5 separate regions of the Mus musculus genome follow, and all the other regions are linked to region 1. Evidence: chromatin contacts called from public HiChIP or PLAC-seq data. All regions are on one chromosome and are shown on one strand. Each heading gives the region's core, a stretch centred on a gene start, on an enhancer-like site or on the middle of the called end of the contact. The rest is flanking DNA. Distances are from core to core; before and after follow the strand shown. Region 1 holds the start of Sox4 (SRY (sex determining region Y)-box 4). Region 2 has its middle 110 kb from the start of Hdgfl1. Region 3 has its middle 35 kb from the start of Hdgfl1. Region 4 has its middle 99 kb from the start of Hdgfl1. Region 5 has its middle 120 kb from the start of Prl.

Evidence for each region. HiChIP or PLAC-seq counts read pairs in DNA pulled down with a chosen protein or histone mark.
Region 2: an H3K27ac HiChIP or PLAC-seq map of stem cell-derived neural progenitor cells shows a contact between it and region 1, with 4 times the contacts expected there. The contact joins the enhancer-like site here to the promoter of Sox4 in region 1. A contact is called at or near these places in 4 of 39 promoter capture datasets (the 3T3-L1 cell line, cranial neural crest, hippocampal neurons and 1 more), 1 of 484 Hi-C or Micro-C datasets (cerebellar granule neurons) and 8 of 115 datasets of contacts at active chromatin or transcription factors (astrocytes, differentiating embryonic stem cells, embryonic forebrain and 5 more).
Region 3: a contact with region 1 is called in an H3K4me3 HiChIP or PLAC-seq map of embryonic limb bud, with 5 times the contacts expected there. The contact joins the enhancer-like site here to the promoter of Sox4 in region 1. A contact is called at or near these places in 5 of 39 promoter capture datasets (the 3T3-L1 cell line, cranial neural crest, frontonasal cranial neural crest and 2 more) and 5 of 115 datasets of contacts at active chromatin or transcription factors (astrocytes, embryonic forebrain, embryonic limb bud and 2 more).
Region 4: a contact with region 1 is called in an H3K4me3 HiChIP or PLAC-seq map of neural tube, with 6 times the contacts expected there. The contact joins the enhancer-like site here to the promoter of Sox4 in region 1. A contact is called at or near these places in 3 of 39 promoter capture datasets (the 3T3-L1 cell line, cranial neural crest and hippocampal neurons) and 5 of 115 datasets of contacts at active chromatin or transcription factors (astrocytes, embryonic forebrain, embryonic limb bud and 2 more).
Region 5: an H3K4me3 HiChIP or PLAC-seq map of neural tube shows a contact between it and region 1, with 10 times the contacts expected there. The contact joins the enhancer-like site here to the promoter of Sox4 in region 1. A contact is called at or near these places in 6 of 39 promoter capture datasets (the 3T3-L1 cell line, frontonasal cranial neural crest, hippocampal neurons and 2 more) and 5 of 115 datasets of contacts at active chromatin or transcription factors (craniofacial prominence, differentiating embryonic stem cells, embryonic hindbrain and 2 more).

What each region holds. Positions count from the first base shown.
Region 1 is chr13:28,951,828-28,955,535 of GRCm38.p6, forward strand. Sox4 (SRY (sex determining region Y)-box 4) reads right to left here and starts at 1,872. Exons shown (of 1, transcript NM_009238.3): 1 at 1-1,872. The coding sequence starts at 1,194. The region is part of intron 1 of Gm46405 (a long non-coding RNA gene); the gene reads right to left.
Region 2 is chr13:26,655,555-26,659,262 of GRCm38.p6, forward strand. No RefSeq gene overlaps it. Among named protein-coding and RNA genes, the nearest start is that of Hdgfl1, 110 kb to the right of the region's middle. Within about 2 kb of position 1,932, at least 44 of the 459 cell types and tissues checked have an H3K27ac peak or open chromatin away from gene starts, as enhancers often do. A contact at or near this core is called in astrocytes, embryonic forebrain, neural progenitor cells and 2 more, where this site is marked.
Region 3 is chr13:26,733,504-26,737,211 of GRCm38.p6, forward strand. No RefSeq gene overlaps it. Among named protein-coding and RNA genes, the nearest start is that of Hdgfl1, 35 kb to the right of the region's middle. Within about 2 kb of position 2,033, at least 2 of the 459 cell types and tissues checked have an H3K27ac peak or open chromatin away from gene starts, as enhancers often do. A contact at or near this core is called in embryonic limb bud, where this site is marked.
Region 4 is chr13:26,867,149-26,870,856 of GRCm38.p6, forward strand. No RefSeq gene overlaps it. Among named protein-coding and RNA genes, the nearest start is that of Hdgfl1, 99 kb to the left of the region's middle. Within about 2 kb of position 1,968, at least 3 of the 459 cell types and tissues checked have an H3K27ac peak or open chromatin away from gene starts, as enhancers often do. A contact at or near this core is called in neural tube, where this site is marked.
Region 5 is chr13:26,931,201-26,934,908 of GRCm38.p6, forward strand. No RefSeq gene overlaps it. Among named protein-coding and RNA genes, the nearest start is that of Prl, 120 kb to the right of the region's middle. Within about 2 kb of position 1,746, at least 39 of the 459 cell types and tissues checked have an H3K27ac peak or open chromatin away from gene starts, as enhancers often do. A contact at or near this core is called in craniofacial prominence and neural tube, where this site is marked.

The DNA of each region.
Region 1 (3,708 bases), core at 622-3,121:
CAGGTCCCGATCGAGCGCCGATGAGGAGCTGAAACTGCCCAGGGACATGCTCTCAAAGTTTGAGCTGGGGTTCAGGTCGAGCAGGTCGTCTTCGAACTCGTCGTCGGACGACGAAGAGCCCGAGGAGGAGGAAGAGGACGAGGAGAGCGAGGAGGACGCGTGCGAGGGCGCGCTGGACGGGGCGGGCGAGGCTGCGCGTAGGCTGGCGTAGCCGCGGTGGTCAGCGGGCGATCGGCTGGCGGCTGGCGATGATGCTGCGCTGCTGCGGCCGCTCAGACTCCGGCCATCGGGCGAGCATCCCGGGCCTCCATCTTCGTACAACCCCAGTGGATCACTGGGGTCGGCGCTCGCTCCCAGGCCCCCGACGGGAGACGCCGAAGCGCCCAGGCTTCCAAACAGGTAGACGCGCTTCACTTTCTTGTCGGCAGGGTGTTTGGCTGGGGTGGCCAGCGCACTGGACGGCGAGGAGGAGGCGGCCGGAGTGGCCGCACTGGGAGTCCGCACCTTGTAGACGGCCGTGGGCTCCCCCAGGGGCAGCAGGGCAGCTTGCTCTGGAGAGAACGATGCAGCCGCCTTGCTGCCGCCCGCCGGGACCAGCTTAGCGTGGGGCTTGCCGACCGAGCTGCCCGCCACCTTGGGGCCACAGCTCTTCTTGGGCGCGGGCTTGGAGCTGCCGCCCGCGCCACCCCCCGCGTGGCTGCTTCCCGCGTGGCCGCTGCTGCCCGCGACCTTGTCGCCCTTCTCCCCTGGCTTGGCTGTGGCCGCCGATCCCGCGCCCGCGTTGCCCGACTTCACCTTCTTTCGCGGCCGGTACTTGTAGTCAGGGTAGTCAGCCATGTGCTTGAGGCGCAGCCGCTCCGCCTCCTGGATGAACGGAATCTTGTCGCTGTCCTTGAGCAGCTTCCAGCGTTTGCCTAGCCGCTTGGAGATCTCGGCGTTGTGCATGTCGGGCGACTGCTCCATGATCTTGCGCCGCTCGATCTGCGACCACACCATAAAGGCGTTCATGGGCCGCTTGATGTGGCCACTGGGCGTCTTGCACCAGCTGGGGTCGTCCGCCTTGCCGCCCGTCGACGCGGTGGAGCCAGGCGTCGGGGAGGACGCGATGCCCAGCTCCAGGCCGGCGCCCGAGTCCGAGCTCTCCCCGGCCAGCAGAGCCTCAGTGTTCTCCGCGTTGTTGGTCTGTTGTACCATGGCCCCGGCTTGCCGGGCGCCCACGCGCGCTCACACGCTCGCGGCGCGGTCGCCGGGCCCTGCGGGCTCCCCGGGGCGGAGACCAGGGTCCCCTGAGCGGCGCGCGGGCCAGGGGCGGCCGCCTCCCGCCGCCAACCTAGAGTCCCCGAGGCCCTCCGTCCTCCCTCACCGCTGAAGTGCTCCCTGCGGGCACCGAGGCTGGAGTCGGCCGCGGCGAGGAGTTTCTCCAAACGTTGGTAGCCGGAGTATCTTCCAAACGCAAGTTTCTCGCCGCCTCCGGGGCAAGTCTTTCCCCCACCCCTTTCCCTGAAGCAGTCGATTGCAGTTCACGAGAGCTCGCGGTAGCTCAGGAAAGCGACATCGTCTCTAGCGCCTAAGTCCCTTTCCTGCAGTGCAAAGCCAAAGCGACTCTGGCTCCGGGACTCTCTGTGGGCGGAATCGGCGCTGAGGAGTTGGTGCAATTATTTTGTTGCAAGGTAGGAAGCCAAGAAGCTTGCATGCAACAGACCGGCATGAATAAATGTATGTTTCTCCCTCCCTCCTGCAAGAAGGGGAGCTGGTTACCGGCAGAGTTCCCCCACTGCAGACTCTCTAAGAAACAGCGTGCAAGAACTGGAAACCGGGAGGGAGACGGCCCTCTTCCCCTCACTCTGTTTCTCTGGCTGCAGCTTAGAGCAGACCCCAATTCCGCCTCGCGCTTCTTTATCCTTTCTCAGACAGCCAATCAGCCGCTGTAACTAACGCTTCCTCGTGCCAAGCCCCTCCCCCGTCCTTCCCATTGGCTTGGAACCCGATGCAATAATAATCTCCGCGTGCAATGAGAAGCTCCAAATCTGACCTCATTCCAATTTACAGAGCAAACTTTTTAAAAGGGCTAGAAGTACAGCTGAGATTTCTGCTGCCTCTTTCCCCCCCACCTCCGCCTTTTGCTGGGTGCGCGCGCGTTTGCCTCTGTGTGTGTGTGTGTGTGTGTGCGCGCGCGCGCGCGCGCACGCACGCGCATGTGTGAAGAGGATGTTAATGCATGAAGTTATTAAGGGGAGAGACGGAAATGTATTCTAGCCATTATGTTAGATAACAAGGGGCTTGGAGGGGGGGTAAGGGTGAAATACTGTAAATGGAAGCTTTCTGCTTAAAAGCCGAGTGATTATTTTTATTAGTTCTTTTCAGCCCAGGAATAAAGAATCAGCCTTTGGTGCAAAATCTCTTTTCTTAGCCCCTTCTTAGAGCTAGAGATGTAAGTGGGGGGAGCCACAATAATAAATCAATGGATATTGAAAACCATTAAGAAAGTGGTACCTAGACACCTGTCATCACAATTATTTTAACAACTCTGGGTACAGAACAAACGTTGGTGTATTGTGTAAATCCCTTCAGGATGCTATCTGTGCTGTTTGTGAAAGGCAGGGTTTTTTTTTTTTTTTTCTTTCTCCCCTTTTCAGTAATTACTTACTCTTTTTGCCAAACAGAGGTTAACTAGTTATTTAATGATTTCACTTCCCCTATAAATCCTGGGTAGGCCAAACAAGATTTTCTGTGGAACGCTAAGGCAGTGGCCCATAATTACCTCAATAAGAGACTTTGTGTGATTTCTGTATAGGGCGATCATGGTGAATACAGGATGGGATTGACTTCACTTTCTAAATGTTTGTTTTCCACAATATCCAAAGGATAGATGGGTTCGCTATGTGCTCTCCTTCCCCCTCTCTTTCTTACCCATTGTCTCCCGTGTGTCTGTGCTACTTGAAGCAATTGGGCCTAAAAGACCAAGAAGAGAAAGGGGTGGCACAGGGGAGTGGGCTGCTGGACCTATCTCAAGTCCCTCTCCTGATCTTTCTTTCTGGGTCTCATTGTCCTCCTCTTCTGTGCTTTGGGAACCTTGTGAGCTTTATAGAGGGCTTGTGTTAGTGCCCGGTGAGTGTGTGATTATAAACCACGGATGTGTGTCCTGAGCCCTCTGGATTCTAACACACATTCCGAGTTCTCCCTAATGCAAATGCCACTTCTAGTAAGAGCAGCACGATGTTCGAGAGACTAAGGTGGGAGGTGGTCACCGGTGGTGAAACGTAATCGAAAGCCCCTTTGGTGGTCCCCGTTTGTTATCTCAGTACTTGGGAGGTGCCTTCAGGAAGATCAGGAGTTCAAGATCATCCGCTGATGCTTAAGAATTCCAGGACAAGCTGGGCGGTGGTGGCGCACGCCTGTAGTCCCAGCACTTGGGAGGCAGAGGCAGGCGGATTTCTGAGTTCGAGGCCAGCCTGGTCTACAAAGTGAGTTCCAGGACAGCCAGGGCTACACAGAGAAACCCTGTCTCGAAAAACCAAGGGAAAAAAAAAAAAAAAAAGAATTCCAGGACAGCTCCAGCTACCCAAGTCCTTGTCTCAAAGAGCGAACACATGCAGATAATACTTAGAATATAGAACAACTTAGTTACACAAACCACCCTTTTCCCAAGATCTGAGCATTGGGACTCTAGTGAAAACTCACCTTTAATACGATGATAAACTGATTTCC
Region 2 (3,708 bases), core at 682-3,181, 2.3 Mb before region 1:
GCGATACATGTTAATGTTGATCTCTGATTCTCCAGATGGTAATTTCTACTCATGGGTCAAAAATAGTAATACAGCATGGGTTGAAATCATTTCTTTCCATATAGACTGTGGCTCTGCAGTTTCCCCAGATTCTCCTTCTCTGTGCAGAATGTAACAAAGATGATAACTCTTAATAAGGCACAGAGACTACAGAAGTAAGTTTACAGTAGTGGCAATCACTAAAATACTTGCCCCTCAGATGTGTTTCCTCATCCTCCTTTCCCTTCATGTTACTACTGAGATAAATTCATGCCATCTGTGACCTTTCTTAAGTATCTTTAACTCTTGCCAAAACCTACAGGTGGTCAGCAAAATGGCTTTCCCCCCCCCCAAAAAAAAAAAGCAAAAAAAAACCAAAACAAAACAAAACAAAACGCAACAACAAAAAACCCTAAACAACAGCAACAACAAAATAACAAAAAACAAAACAAAAAACTGAAGTGAAGACGAGGTGAATAGTAGTTTCATGGAAAATAGACCAATAAACCAACAAACCAACAAACTTCACATTATATGAGGGAACACAATAAAAGCTGTTGCCATACATTTGTAAATTTAAATTTCTTATTCTTGGTGAAATGTGTGTATGTTGTATATGATATATGTGAGTGGTAGTGAGCATTCGGGAGTTAGAAGACAACTTTCAGGAGTCAAGTCTCTCCCTCCACAGTGTTGCAGAGAACATCTTGTTTCTGATATGCTACATGCTCTAGGCTTGATTGTCTATAATTCTCCAAGCATCTTGTGTTCCCAATACCCACTTTGCCCTAAAAGTGCTAGAATTATAGATCATCACATCTAGCTTTCTGTATGTTCTAGGGATCATATTCACGTTGTTATGCTTGTTTGGCAAATGCATTTACCTGCATACCTGTCTTGCTGGCCTAGCTCATATTTCTTGCCTAGCCCTATGCCTATTTTCATGTAAGGAATTACTAGTAATATTGAAGAAAATCAGATCAGTAGGGCAATGCTTTCAAATAGTTCAAATAGTGATAAGAAGAACCATTGAAATAGCATCAAAGCAATTTCTATGGACAATTCTGTTTTGTTATGAGAACTTTTCTCTGAGGCACAACCACACAGGTGCATATGGTCCCAGGTGTCACCTTTGCCCTGGCATATTCTGATTTTAGGACACTCCTCTGATCTTCAAACAGACAATCTCATTACCTTGAAAGAAAGCAATTCTTGTTACAAACCATTAATTCTGTCTCTGCCTTTCTTCTCTGGTTATGTTTCAATAGCAAACCTGATGATGAACTGTTCTCAGTTTGATTTATTTATTTTAATGCTTTTCTCAGGCATTTTCCACTTCTGATCAGTTATTCCTACAGGCAAAGACTTCAGTTCTTGTTCTCATTTCAAGAAGTGAGATGAGCAGAGGCAGTGAACTAAAGAGCCCAGAGTTTCACTTCTTTGCATATCTTTATCCACACAGTGAATGTTGTATGGGCTCTGATGGCAAAGGCATGGGCTATCTTCCACAGTGCATAGATAAGGATTAGGTTTAATGCTTGAAAACCTTTAGGAATGGAAAGAAAGGCTGCATTCAAGGCAGAAATAAAAGGACCTATTCTCTGGCAAAACATAAAACAGCATCTGCTGCAACAAGCCCCAGTCTGAGCCACTCTGAGCAGCATCTTTTGTTACTCAAGGATGGCAGCTTTGCTGAGGCCTTTGAGGACATAAATAATGACAGATAAAGGGTCTGAGCCAAATGAGAAGCAGGAAAAAAGTCACAATTTGATGTGCAACTACTTGATTCTCAGCCATGTGAAAATAAAGAGAAGCTGACACTTGGAATTAATGAACCACCTCAGTAGCACTGGGTGACTAATTTACTATTTTATGCAGAAGAGCACACTACTAGAGCTGTCTGGTTTCCAAGAAAAGATAAAGCCATACATGTAATATACTCCTAGTGCGCCCAAATGGGCTCTCTGCCCTTGGTGTTGGCACTGTACCCTACTCCATTGACATTTTGGCAGGACTCACTAGCTTCTCTGTATGTGAGGTTCACGATCACAAAGCCCAGAAAATTCCCATTCAACTCACATATTTCAAGCAACAAATCATCTTTTTCGGTGCTTTTAACATGATAATTTCTAAGTATCCAAAGGGATAAGTAAAAACATGATGTTGGTCAGGTTTTAGACCAAAGAACTAAATCACTGACGTCACTTACTTTTGGTAGGTTATTAACAAAGCTTTTAGTGTGTCCAACAGATCATAAATACCATCAAAAACAGGTTGAACATTTTAAGTGATCAAGGGATCATTCTCCGCTCTTTAGCTTAGAAAATGGGAAACATGAAGCACATCCATACTTTATTATTTCATATTGATTCTTTAGTGATTCTCTTACATATCTTATTAAAGGGCTAGTAATGTTTTTTTTTTTCAAATTTTGAAGTGACTAATAGATACAAGCTTTACCATTAAAATGAATTTGTTGTACTTCAAGGATAATTTATGACTTTTTCTTTTAATGTCTGCACCATGAAATGTGCCAAAAAACTTTTTTGTCTGTTTATAAGTACCTATGTGCACTTTTTTAATGAGTTGCACATTTCTATTCCTCTTTAGAAGCCATCATAGTATAACATTTATTTTCATATTAAGAAATTCACTTAGGCATGATGTATGTTTCCAAAGAAGCAAAAGGCAATGATCTTCTCAGTTAAATGTAGGTTGGGAATCTCTCTGTTGTGTAAGGCTATGGTTTATCTTGCTCAAAGTAGATTACAAAACGAGGAACATAGATTAATGCAAACTAGTAGTGTGTGTGTGTGTGTGTGTGTGTGTGTGTGTGTGAGTGTGTGTGTTATTTGTCCTGTAGACCAGAGACTTAGGGTTCCTTTCCTCCATCCTTAACTGGGGAATTGTATATAGTGGACAGTTTCTGGTGAAAGAAAGAAAGTTTTGTTAGGGGTGTGACCGTTAGTAGATCCATCATGCTTCCGTGGCTGGCCCTACATCCAGGAGTATATAGTCAGTGCAATGAGAGAGATGGAGATGTATGTATGTATGTATGTATGTATGTATGTATGTATGAATGTATGCATATCAGGACACTAGGACACAAAGTTTTCCAGATAGTAGGAAATATCCAGTGTGTAAATAGTAGGTATATCTGAAGGGAGCTGAGGCAGACTTAGGGTGTTAATATGATCAAAATACATGGTATGAAATTTTCGAAGAAGTAATAAAAATGTTTGGAGAAAAAAGAAAAGAAACTTCTTCATTCAAGAAAAAATTTAATACATATTAATAAAATGTTAAACAAAAGGAAATATGCATAATTGTAATACAGATGCAATCAGAGGAGGAAAATTAATAAACAGTAGGTCTGAAGACCTAGCAGGGCTCTTTGTCTAATTACATATATTAATATTTATTGAACACTTTGTGTCATGTACTTTAGAAATTTTATCTCAATTAGTATTCATAGCAATTCTATGAAGTAGACATTATCATGCTAAATATAAGCATTAAGTGTCTGGGACTCAAAGAATATACAAAGCTAACCTCAGCAGTTGTTAGGTAGAACAGGAAGTTTTGAGCTCAAGTCTCCCTAATCCCAGGACCCACATTTACCATACTACTGGCTTTCAGCCAAATGAGCCACTCCAGAAAATACCCTGTGAACTTAGATCAAAATAGTGT
Region 3 (3,708 bases), core at 783-3,282, 2.2 Mb before region 1:
ACTATACAATGATGCTCACTGGATCACACTAGTTCATCTCATCATACAGATGTTGCATCATCTTACATTATCATAGTACTTGTCTGTGTACAGTACCATAGAACATCTTAGAGAGAGAGAGGGATCATTTTTTAAGTATTCAGATAAAAGAAAAGTTATGTTCTTATTTGAGAAATAGAAATTTTTATGAATTTTGTTTCTATTACAGAATTCCATTCTATTGTCCTAGAGTATTTATCTACCATTAACCAACTGTTTGGGTTTTTTGTTTGTTTGTTTGCTTGTTTGTTTGTTTTTCCTCTGATAAGTCTAATAATAGGAGATCCAAAACCTGCTTCTGGCCTCTGGGCATACCATGAATGCATCTGCACAGATGTATATGCAAACAAAATATCTATACACATAAAATAATAAGAGGAAATCTTCACAATTATTTTCATTTCAGAAATGGTAGATATAGATTGACAGACACCATCTCAGAAAGGCTAAGGCAAGCCAATGAAATTTTGGAGATGGTCTACTGTTTCTCCATGGCTGCAAAGGTGAGCTCTGACATGCAGGGTCACCAGAGACTTGATCTGAGGATTGCTTATTGATGTTGATAAATCTTTTTTTGTCTAATGATTCCTGGGTATCAGCCCATCCTACTTGGGCAAATTTCCTGCAGATCAACATGAAGATGTACTCTCATATAATAATGCTGTATAGACAAATTGATGATTTCACAATTTCTGATAATGATTTTTATAGAACTCTTAAATTGATACAAATAATCTTAAGTCCCTTACAGAATAAAGCTACAAATAGAGCTCTGTACACTGTCCTGTGTAACAGGATAGTTGCATTACCATAAGAAAGCAGGCTTGGAACAAATTTGTGATCAAGGAAAAACATTCATTCTAGGTCAGGTCTTAGGATGAAACCACAGGTGTGGTGATAAAGCAAGGAAATGTAAAACTGTTGCTTTGAACTTATAATGAGCTTATAGAATGAAACACTGCTTTGAACTTACTATCAACATTCTTCTGTAACTCCCCTCTCATGTAACATTTTATCTATGAGGTAATGCTATAAAGAACTTTTATCTAAGAAGGTATAAATTGCCAAAGAAAATAAAGTGTGGCATTTGTGACTGAGCTGCAACCACTTAATGTATACCTAGAGCTTCTGGTGTCTCTGCTCCATCCACAAAGTGTGTATGTGCATATGTTTGTTTGTCTATATGTATGTGCATACCTATGCATATAGGAATATGTGTATGAATAAGTATGTATGAACACTTGTGGAATTGTTGAGACAGCTGTTACAGTCCAGCAAAAGTATATGTATCTATGTGTATGCTTGAATTCTCCCTCTTTTTCTTTTCTTTTCTTTTCTTTTCTTTTCTTTTCTTTTCTTTTCTTTTCTTTTCTCTTCTCTTCTCTTCTCTTCTCTTCTCTTCTCTTCTCTTCTCTTCTCTTCTCTTCTCTTCTCTTCTTTTCTTTTCTTTTCTTTTCTTTTCTTTTCTTTTCTTTTCTTTTCTCACTGGTTCACAAAGAGTTAATAAACTCCAAACCTCTTACTTTCCCAGTGAGGGACCAGACCCTTGAGTTATAGAGAAACTAAGCCTGTTTTCTTAAGTTCCCTGCTGCCATAGGCAGAAATCAAATTACCAGAAGCCTGTGGCTTTTAGCCACAAAATCACAAGGTGTTGAAAACAGAAGAATTATTGCCAAAGATAAAGCAGCTCTGGTCCCATTAACACTTACACCACCCTTTGCTGCCTGCCTCAGTACCTGGATGACATGGCTGGCCCACAATAGTGGATAATTTCAATTCAGTATGTGCCTACATTATTATAGACTGCATTGTGTGTATCTTAGTGACCATACGATTATTTTGCCATTTTAAAGTTATGGAAACTTAATCTTTAGAAGAATCACCTACCAGAAAGGGGTCATTTAAAATCCTAGAATCAATAAGTCAATTCATTTTAGGTTTCACAAATCAGAAGAACAATGATTCTTTGTGAAGACCTGCTGCAAAGACACATGAACTGCAGATCAGCCAAGGACAGGAAGTCACTGGCTAATATGAACAGCATGTATTAGAAATAAGAATTGTGGTCAAAGAAAAATGGCAATTACTTTTCAACTAAAAATAAACCAAGAACATTTATATGTTGGCCTGACCTGGCTTAGTGTTAACAGGCTGAAGGCCAAAGATCTATGCATATCTCTTTAACTGCTAATGTCTCCTTAGTAAATGAATCAGTCTCTTGTCCACAAGACAAAAGAGAGAGGCACAGGAGAGGTGTGGATATAGGATCCAATGAATGGTTTTCTGGAAAAGTTTCTTCTCCCATCCTGCAAAGCAGAGGAGAGGTTTTTTAAAGAATATATGGCCAACCCATTCTCACTATATCATCTCCCACTTTAGATCAGCCTGTAAGCTGTCCTTATTCTTAAGTTTCTGAGTACAGTTCAAACCCACTTTATACATATACACACATTTTCTCCACACACATGCACACACTATTCAGTTATTTCTGTAACATGCAGAAAAAAATGATTATGTAAAGTTTAATTTGGACAATGGGGTTGGCACTAATGGAACTTGCTAGAATAGGGCTTGCGCTTTTGATTCATGCAATTAATTATTGATTGACATATTAAATAAGATATTTATTTGATCTAACAGTTGATATGAAAGATATAATGCATTTAAAAAATAATGATTTTAAATAATGTTTAGTACTCTATATAACAATGGAGGAAAATGAAAGGGTAAAGGAAAAAGAAAAATATCTCTGTGATCACTGGAGTTAATCAAAACTTCAAGTCTCTAGTACTACCAAAGGTTATTTTCTACATTTAAATATGAAGGCTATACTAAATAATTTTGGTGATTAATAAAGATTAATGTTTAGTCTTCCTCTTTCAGGGTCATGTATTGTTTACAATTAGGTTGACTCTGAGAATTCCTCTGTCCCAGTTGATATATCAACAATACCACTTCTGTATCTAAGGTTCTGAGTACACCATAAAAGAGGTAAGAATGGAACGAGACAGAGGACCAAGAGTCCTGCTGTGAGATTATGCTTTCTCACTATAAAAGGGAAGTTATACTCACAAAATCTCAACAACATGGTTGCCTAAACAAGAACCTGAACAATTCCAATATACTACATTACAATATAGATGGAGGAAATTCAATCTACAAGCAATTGACAAAATCCCTAGATGAAGAGCTACAAGCAGCTAACAACTTCTGAGAGAGGGCAACTCAGTCTCTTCCACTGATGAGCCCCCAAATTGGTTATAAAATACCAAATGGTCATTTCCAGAAACATATTTATGCAGGCATCACTGCACAGACTCAGTATGTTTTATTTATATGTTTATTTGTTTATGTAATAATAATGGTTAAAGATAATGAGGCCATGAATTTGGGAGAGAATGAGAGGACTTGGAAGGAATGGGAGGGTAAATACAGTGGTTTAAATGATATTGTGAAAAAATATAATGTAAAAGCAAAATTCTAGGCCTTTAGGCCTAGGCTTGAGAATGTGATCTCTATCACTCAATGCTCCAAGGTATGCTAATCATAAAACAGATAGCAACATTCCTCTACCCACCTGCTTCCTGTGTTCAAGGAAGTTCACTCAAAGAAAGTCACCCTGACCCACCCTGATCATTGCTGGAACCCACTATGCAAATGTGCTATTGT
Region 4 (3,708 bases), core at 718-3,217, 2.1 Mb before region 1:
AAAAGTAAGAACTACCTAATTCAAATGTTACTCATTGCTTTTACTTTCCAAAATAGCTTTGGTTGCATTTAAAAGATACAAAATTGATACTGCTGTATTGAAAAAAATTGTAACTTCTCAAGTAAAATATGCTAAGATATCTATACATTCATATGTTGGAAACTGGTATTTATTTTTACTCAAGGGTTATGAAAGCTATCTCACTTATCATGGAGCACAAGGGCATATGTTGAGAGTGTTCATTACATCTGAACACAGCTGTTTGTTTATGTAAGTGTTTTATGTGGCGGTGCCAAAAATAAGTTTGTACTCAGCATGAATGTGCAGTATTATCATGCGAACCCCCTTGAACTAATTTGAGAGCTATTGTGATTTAACTGTGACATGGAGCCCTTAAATCCAGTGGTATGAGTGAATTTTGTATGCATATAACTATACATATGGGCATGATTTTGAAACAAAGCTATTGCTTTTTAACAAGTGACTGAACTGCAGGGCAGCAGCATAAAAGCAGACAAGCCCAGGCACAATATCATAATGGTGAGTTTCCACTTACATTGGATTGGATATGTAGTTTCTTTGGTCATTTCTTCCTATCATATTTCTCACTTTTCTCTCATTTTTCTTCTTCTTTCCTGATCATCTAATCTTTTCTGTTTATATAACATGGGGCATGGATGCTTGTAATTATTCCATCATAAAAGATGCAGAAGAAGGACCAAGAAAAGACAAGAATAGGAAAAGGATGGGTGTGAATGTACTGCATACTGACGTGCACATCAATGGCTTTCTTCCACCTACACCTCTGTAAGAGTAGCTTACTGCCACTCAGATTACTGACCGGGGGAGTAGGACCTTATGCTCATGCCATAACGAAGCTGGTGCTGCCAAGTTGTAGGCACAAGCCCTCAATTAGAAGGTGCTGCTCATCTCTGTCAACACTAATGAGATTCAGGCATGTAAAGTGACAGGCACAGCAACTGGTTTGGGAGTTAAAACATTAATACCTTCAAGTTTCATTTTCCTGTTCCTCCCTCAGTACCTTCCCCTGGAAGGAGAACACAAGAGAATCACCCTGACCAGAATATACAAGCCCAGAAGTGAAGGTCAAAACCCAGTGAAAGTATAGATTTGATTTTAAAAGGAGGGAATGGAAGGGAGTAGGTCATAACACTTGGGTGCCCTTTGAACTCTGACAAGAGCAGTGAACCTTTCATCCCTGATATTCCAGACCAGAACTGACAACTTTCAGAGGCAGAAATGAGATTGCAAGTGCAGTCTCACACAGGTAGAGTGCATAATGAACACTGAGCCTCAGCAATACCCCATCTATCTGCAACTGCTTTTACATCAAGAAGAAACGCTGTCCAAGAACCTATTTACTGAAAATAGTAAGCAATAATATTTATGTAACGGGACTATATTTATCCCTTGTGTAAGAAATTATTAAATATAAACTGTGTCCCTAACTAAATATCTTTCCAGAAACACAACAATACATATGTTGTGATTTTTACACAGAACTAACAAGCAGGTTTGGAAGGGACTCTTTTTTTTTTTTTTTTATTTGAAAACTCAACTGCTGGTGTGTGTGTTTTCTTTACATGAATTGGAAAGTCTCCTCCAAATTTACCACCAATCAGGACAGAAACCCTTGACTACAAATTCCCTGCTGCAATCTGAGAGCCTAGGCTTAACAGATTTCTGCTGTACAGATAAAATGCTACCAGGACGATTTTAAAACTCCTGATGCTTTGGAAGAGTGATTGATTCTTTTCACCGTGCAGCTGAGCTCTGCACACTTCTTATGTTAGAACCAACACATGAGCTGTGGCCCTTTCCTTTACCTGCCTTAATCTACCCACTACATCTCAACTTCCACAAACTTAGAAGCTGCTTCCTTCCCCTGGTTAGCTTTAACTCAGGTCATACACAGGTCAGGCCAGCTGAGACTTTCTTCTTTGAGAGCCATTTCTGTGCTCAGTTTTCTCCCGTGTTGTTCTGTCAGCTCTTCCTGGTGGGGTGCCCATTATAAATTCATAAACTTCAGCTCATCTTCACCCTTCACCGCACACCATCTAAGATGGAACATGCAGATGTTCAGAAGCCATCTCAGAGCAAACGTATCTCTCCAGTCACATCACAAGAACCAGCTCTTTAATAAAAGTGCTTCAGGGCTTCAAGAATGGGTCAGTATTAAGTGATAAATAATTAAAATACTGCAGCTTTTTTTTTTACTTCTATGGAAGGGAGTGGGTAAATTTATACAAGAAGCAGAGTAGGTAAGGTAATTAAATTATCACCTTAATCAAATCAAATTGATAGTATTAATAATAACTAGAAAAACAGGCAGCAGACATACCTGTTCTGTGTTAACCTAGATGACATCATCCTAAACGGTATAAAAGATGGCCTTGCTAATAAAAGCTATCAATCAGAAGGCTAGTGAAAAATACATGAATTAATTACTATTAATGTACCTTCACTGACCAAAAAAAAAAAAATCTAAAGCCTGGTGTTTGTTTCTCCAATATCTAAGAATTGCACATAGCATGTTTTGAAAAATATGGAGAAAATGAGAAGAGTGGCTTCATTTTGAAGAAGAAATCTAACAGCAAAAGAACCTATAACTGTAGAAGTGTTTTGGGTTGGTAGAATCAGTCAGCAGGTCACAGTCAAATATGAATTACAGGATAAAGGATTCTTTCAGGCACTGGGGGGGGGGGGGGTTAAAATAATATCAGCTCTTGTTCGAGTGTATAGAATAGTTATTAGAGAAGTTCAGGAAAGCAAGAGAACAGTTAAGACTATGATGATCAGGGAAAGATTGGGAAGACAACAGTACAGTTGGTCAGGATAAATATTCAACTGAGGTGTATAGGTAGCTGAGATGATGAGGGAAGAGAAGAATAGCAGAGACAAAGGGCTGGGCAAGCCACACCATTGATTTCTGTTTTATAGTAAGCAGGACATCCCATTCAGTGAGAGGACTGCATTAGGGATAGAATAAAGAAATGTAGCGGGGGGGGGGGGGGCGGGGCAATACTGATTGGATAAAGGGTATGTAAGTATAAGAAAACATCAAAATTATGTGTTGCACATTAGGGAGTAAACTGAAATTGATGAAGGAACATCGTTCTCTTTGGTATAGAAATAATGGTGGTAAATTTCTACAAGGAAACACTTAAGGGGCAAGAAATTATATTTTGAACTTAGTACCAATTAAAAAGTCAATTCCCAAATATAGCTGTCTCTTGTGAGACTAGGCCGGGGCCTAGCAAACACATAAGTAGATGCTCACAGTCAGCTATTGGATGGAGCACAGGGCCCCCAATGGAGGAGCTAGAGAAAGTATCCAAGGAGCTAAAGAGATCTGCAACCCTGTAGGTGCAACAACATTATGAACTAACCAGTACCCCGGAGCTCTTAACTCTAGCTGCATATGTATTAAAAGATGGCCTAGTCGGCCATCACTGGAAAGAGAGGCCCATTGGACACGCAAACTTTATATGCCGAAGTACAGGGGAATGCCAGGGCCAAAAAATGGGAATGGGTGGGTAGGGAAGTGGGGGACTTTTGGGATAGCATTCTAAATGTAATTGAGGAAAATACGTAATAATAAAAAATTTAAAAAAAAAGTCAATTCCCAAGCGTCTCTGCTCCTTTCCTCATGAGACTTATAGCATTATTTTATGTTTATTCCTTCTT
Region 5 (3,708 bases), core at 496-2,995, 2.0 Mb before region 1:
CCACACAATGATCCCAGAACAGGTGATCTGAACAAGGATGACTCAAACAGACTTCTTCCTTAGCCTTCCAATATTGGTGAGTTAATAAATAAGGCTTAGGTGACAGTGGTGTGAGACAGATGTGTAAGGAACAGAAAGAGTGCTGCATGACGATTGTGACTTCAGGTTTAGAGGATCTAATTCCCTTTTCTAGCCCCCAAAGACACCTGTATACATATGACTCAAACATATACACTCAAGTACACTTAAGCACACACGTAAAACAAGTAAGCCTTTTTGTAAAATCCTACCAAACAAAAGTAGGAGAAAAAAATCAGAATTCAGGGCATTGTTTGAAGAAATACGTTTAATTATCAATTACATGAAATGAGCAATATTATATTTTCAGAAACAAAGAAGTCATTCAAAATTCAGAGTAATTAATCAAAATTCAATACCACTCTAATTTACAGAATAGATAAAAGAAATAAAACAGTAAAGACACATGCCTACTATTGATTACATGACTATCAGAAGCAAAACCCACTCCCGGGTGTACAAAAGTATTCAGGTCCCCTGTGATTACAGTTCAGGTGTGGAGCTAGCTCTGGAGGTTTGACTTCTGCTGACCTCACCAGAAAATGTCCATGGGTGCTGGATAAAGCAGGAACTAGTACATTGATTTCTCAGCAAACCTTAATAACTCTGGAGACCTTAGACTAAATTAATGATCGGTACAATTATCAAATTGTGAATTATTTTACAGATCATAGAGATTGCACAATTTACCTGATTAAAGAAATTTGTTTTAGAAGCATAATGACTTTCTTTTGCATCTGAGTTATATTTTGCCCCCCCCAAAAAAAGCCTCTAGTTATCTGTAATTGACAGTCTTAAAATTCAGCCACTGTTTCAGTCACTGTACAGTTCTTTAACACCCATCTGTATTAAAGATTATATCTCTGTTTCATTCTAGTTGGGTTTTTCACATGTCACACTTCTATAACAGTTCAACTAATGTTTTCAAAGACTGGAGTCTTAGACGAATTTAAAGACTTAAAATCACACTTGATTACTATAAAAATTAGGAACCGTGTAGCAATCCTAATTTTCAGATCTGCAAATAAGTAGATATGTGCTATGAATGACTAATTCTGTCTCTGGGTGTGATCTTTATTATGTCTTTAAACACTCAGCTAATTCTAGTGAATTCTAATTGTCCATTGTAGTATTTAATTCTCTGTCCTTTATTATATAGTCACATAAATGCAGGGTCAGCATTTATAATGTTTGGTAATTTCTATTTGGTTAAACCAGAGATAACCATATCCCATGAGAAGTTTATTGATGAAAAGAAACAGCACTTCTTTATATTGTGTGTCACATTTCTAATCAATTTAAACAAAAAGAGGCTGAATTATTCACTTTAGGTAATCACAAATAACAGTAAAATATCTCCTCCTGGGCTGTTATGTAAAAACCCAGCCACTGGTTCTTTTACTATTGCACTCTTAGAGTTACTTGGTGCAGTGACCCCAGTGCCGAAGACTGCTGCTTAAACTAGATTTTATAGAAGAATGTGTAGTGTGTCTGAGTGACTTGGAGTGTAAACAGGCTTAGGAAGGGCAAACACAGAATCCAGAGGCAACACAATAGACTGACCTTCTCATCAACCCTTCTTCCTCCCCCTTCCTTAACTAAGTCAAGTCAGGAAAAGCCAGAGCCGCACCAGAACAATGAGTGAAAAATGACCCTGCTAGCTGTGGATTTGCAATGCCTTATTACTTAGCCATCCCGTCTTGTGCATCAAAGAGCACAGAGTAAGGGAGACTGCAGCAGAATTGAAGAAGAAAGGGAAGGAGGTGATTAATTGGCAGTGTGAGATCTGGTTACCAGCCTGGAAAACAAGAGCAGATGCATTTGCATGATTACAAAATGAAATGCCTTTCAAATAACTTAATCTCCAGGAATACTCTGCTATATACATTTGCTTTTAATTCCTCAGGGATAGGCAGCAGAGCATGAGGTCCTTTGTTTACACACTATATATGGATAGAAGACACGGGTCTGTGCATGTGCACTGGTGGGAGCCAAGAGGATTACAGTATTATCCTACCATTGTTTTCTGCACTACAGCCACTTCAATCTACAGAAAAATGAAAACAGAAATGGGGCCCAGGAGATTCTTAAGCTCAGGCTGCTCCCATCCATGTCTGTATTGCTGACATTGATGGAGCCCAGAAAGCAGCATCCTTTCTTTAGGTTACATCCCAAACCTTGTGTGGGCATGAAAGAAATATATATATATATATATATATATATATATATATATATATATATATATATATATATTTCACCTCCACCAATATATATACATATATACATATATATATATATATGTATATATATTGGTGGAGGTAAAATCACCCAAAAGACAGTCAGGACTTTTTTTTTCTCTCATAAAACTAGAATTCAGCAAAAACAGACATAACAATATAAAGTTTCCATTACAGTTCAAGTGTTCAAAGCCAAGCAGTCTTGGAAGTGTTTATGGTTAGTGCTGGGCAATAAAGCCTTTAAATGCAGCTGCTTGGACTAAATATGAATTTAAGAAAAGATAGGAAAACTGCTCGTCCCTCCCTCATGCTGAGCTTCCCGGGCCTGGGACAGCAGAGATTTCATTTTCCATCTGGCATAAAAGAAACCTGGACCTGCCCCAGATGAATTAGTCAAAGTGCCTCCAATGTGTCATGGCTACGGGGCCCACTTTTGTGCTGGGCGAAGTAACCCTGGGCCAGTTGTCAAAGGCTGAGTTTCATCAGGTAGCAGAGGCCGTGAAGGTCAGACATGAAAGTCAGAAGACTGCCTTATAGGGTTACAGTGAGGTCAGGTGAAGTCGGATAATTGTTCTCCATTTCAAGGTCTGGGCAGTGAGGGTGAGGCAGGATTATTAACAAGAGGGATGACTACTGGCTTTAGGGAAAGGTTCGGAAATGCTTGCCTGAGAAAAGATGGCTATTAGTATTCCCCTAATGACAGATGAGGAGAGTCAGGAGGAGAGGAGAATGGTTGGGCTAAGAGCACAAGTGTAAAGGAAAAAAGTGATTTCCACCCTGGATTAGGTTCTGGCTCTTAGCATGTTATTCAGGTCTTCTGGGCCTGCCCTCTCAAGGACTGCCCACTCTTTCTCAGAAGCCTCAGAGATCAAGCGAGGAGCATTATTTAATATATGGCAAGAAAGTCCTCATATCTCCTGAACTTCCTTTCTGCTTTAAGCAAAGGTGTACTTTACTATTTTTGTTTTATTCTTTGTATGTATTGAAAACTGTTGAATGAGAGCCAAAACAAACAACTAAGAAAAAGGAGCAGAAATGACTACTCCTTCCCTATATAAAAAAGTATATTCATGTATACCCACATTTAAAGTTATACACCCTCGCACATCCCCAAGAATAATTCAAAGAATAACTAAAATTTAATGAGCTAATGTATTAGAATTCTTTATGGTAACTTGTGTGTGTGTGTGTGTGTGTGTGTAAAACAAAGAGGATTAATTACATTGGTTTATACGATTTGCTCTACGAGGTCAAACTATGGCTGTCTCATATTGGAAAGGTCAAAAATGCAGTACAGTAGTTGCTCAATTCATAAAGCTGTGTGCTTTAGTAGTATCAGTCTGGCACTAAGGCCTGCAGAGTTCCCAGAAAGCCACTGGTCTTCTGCCCAGTG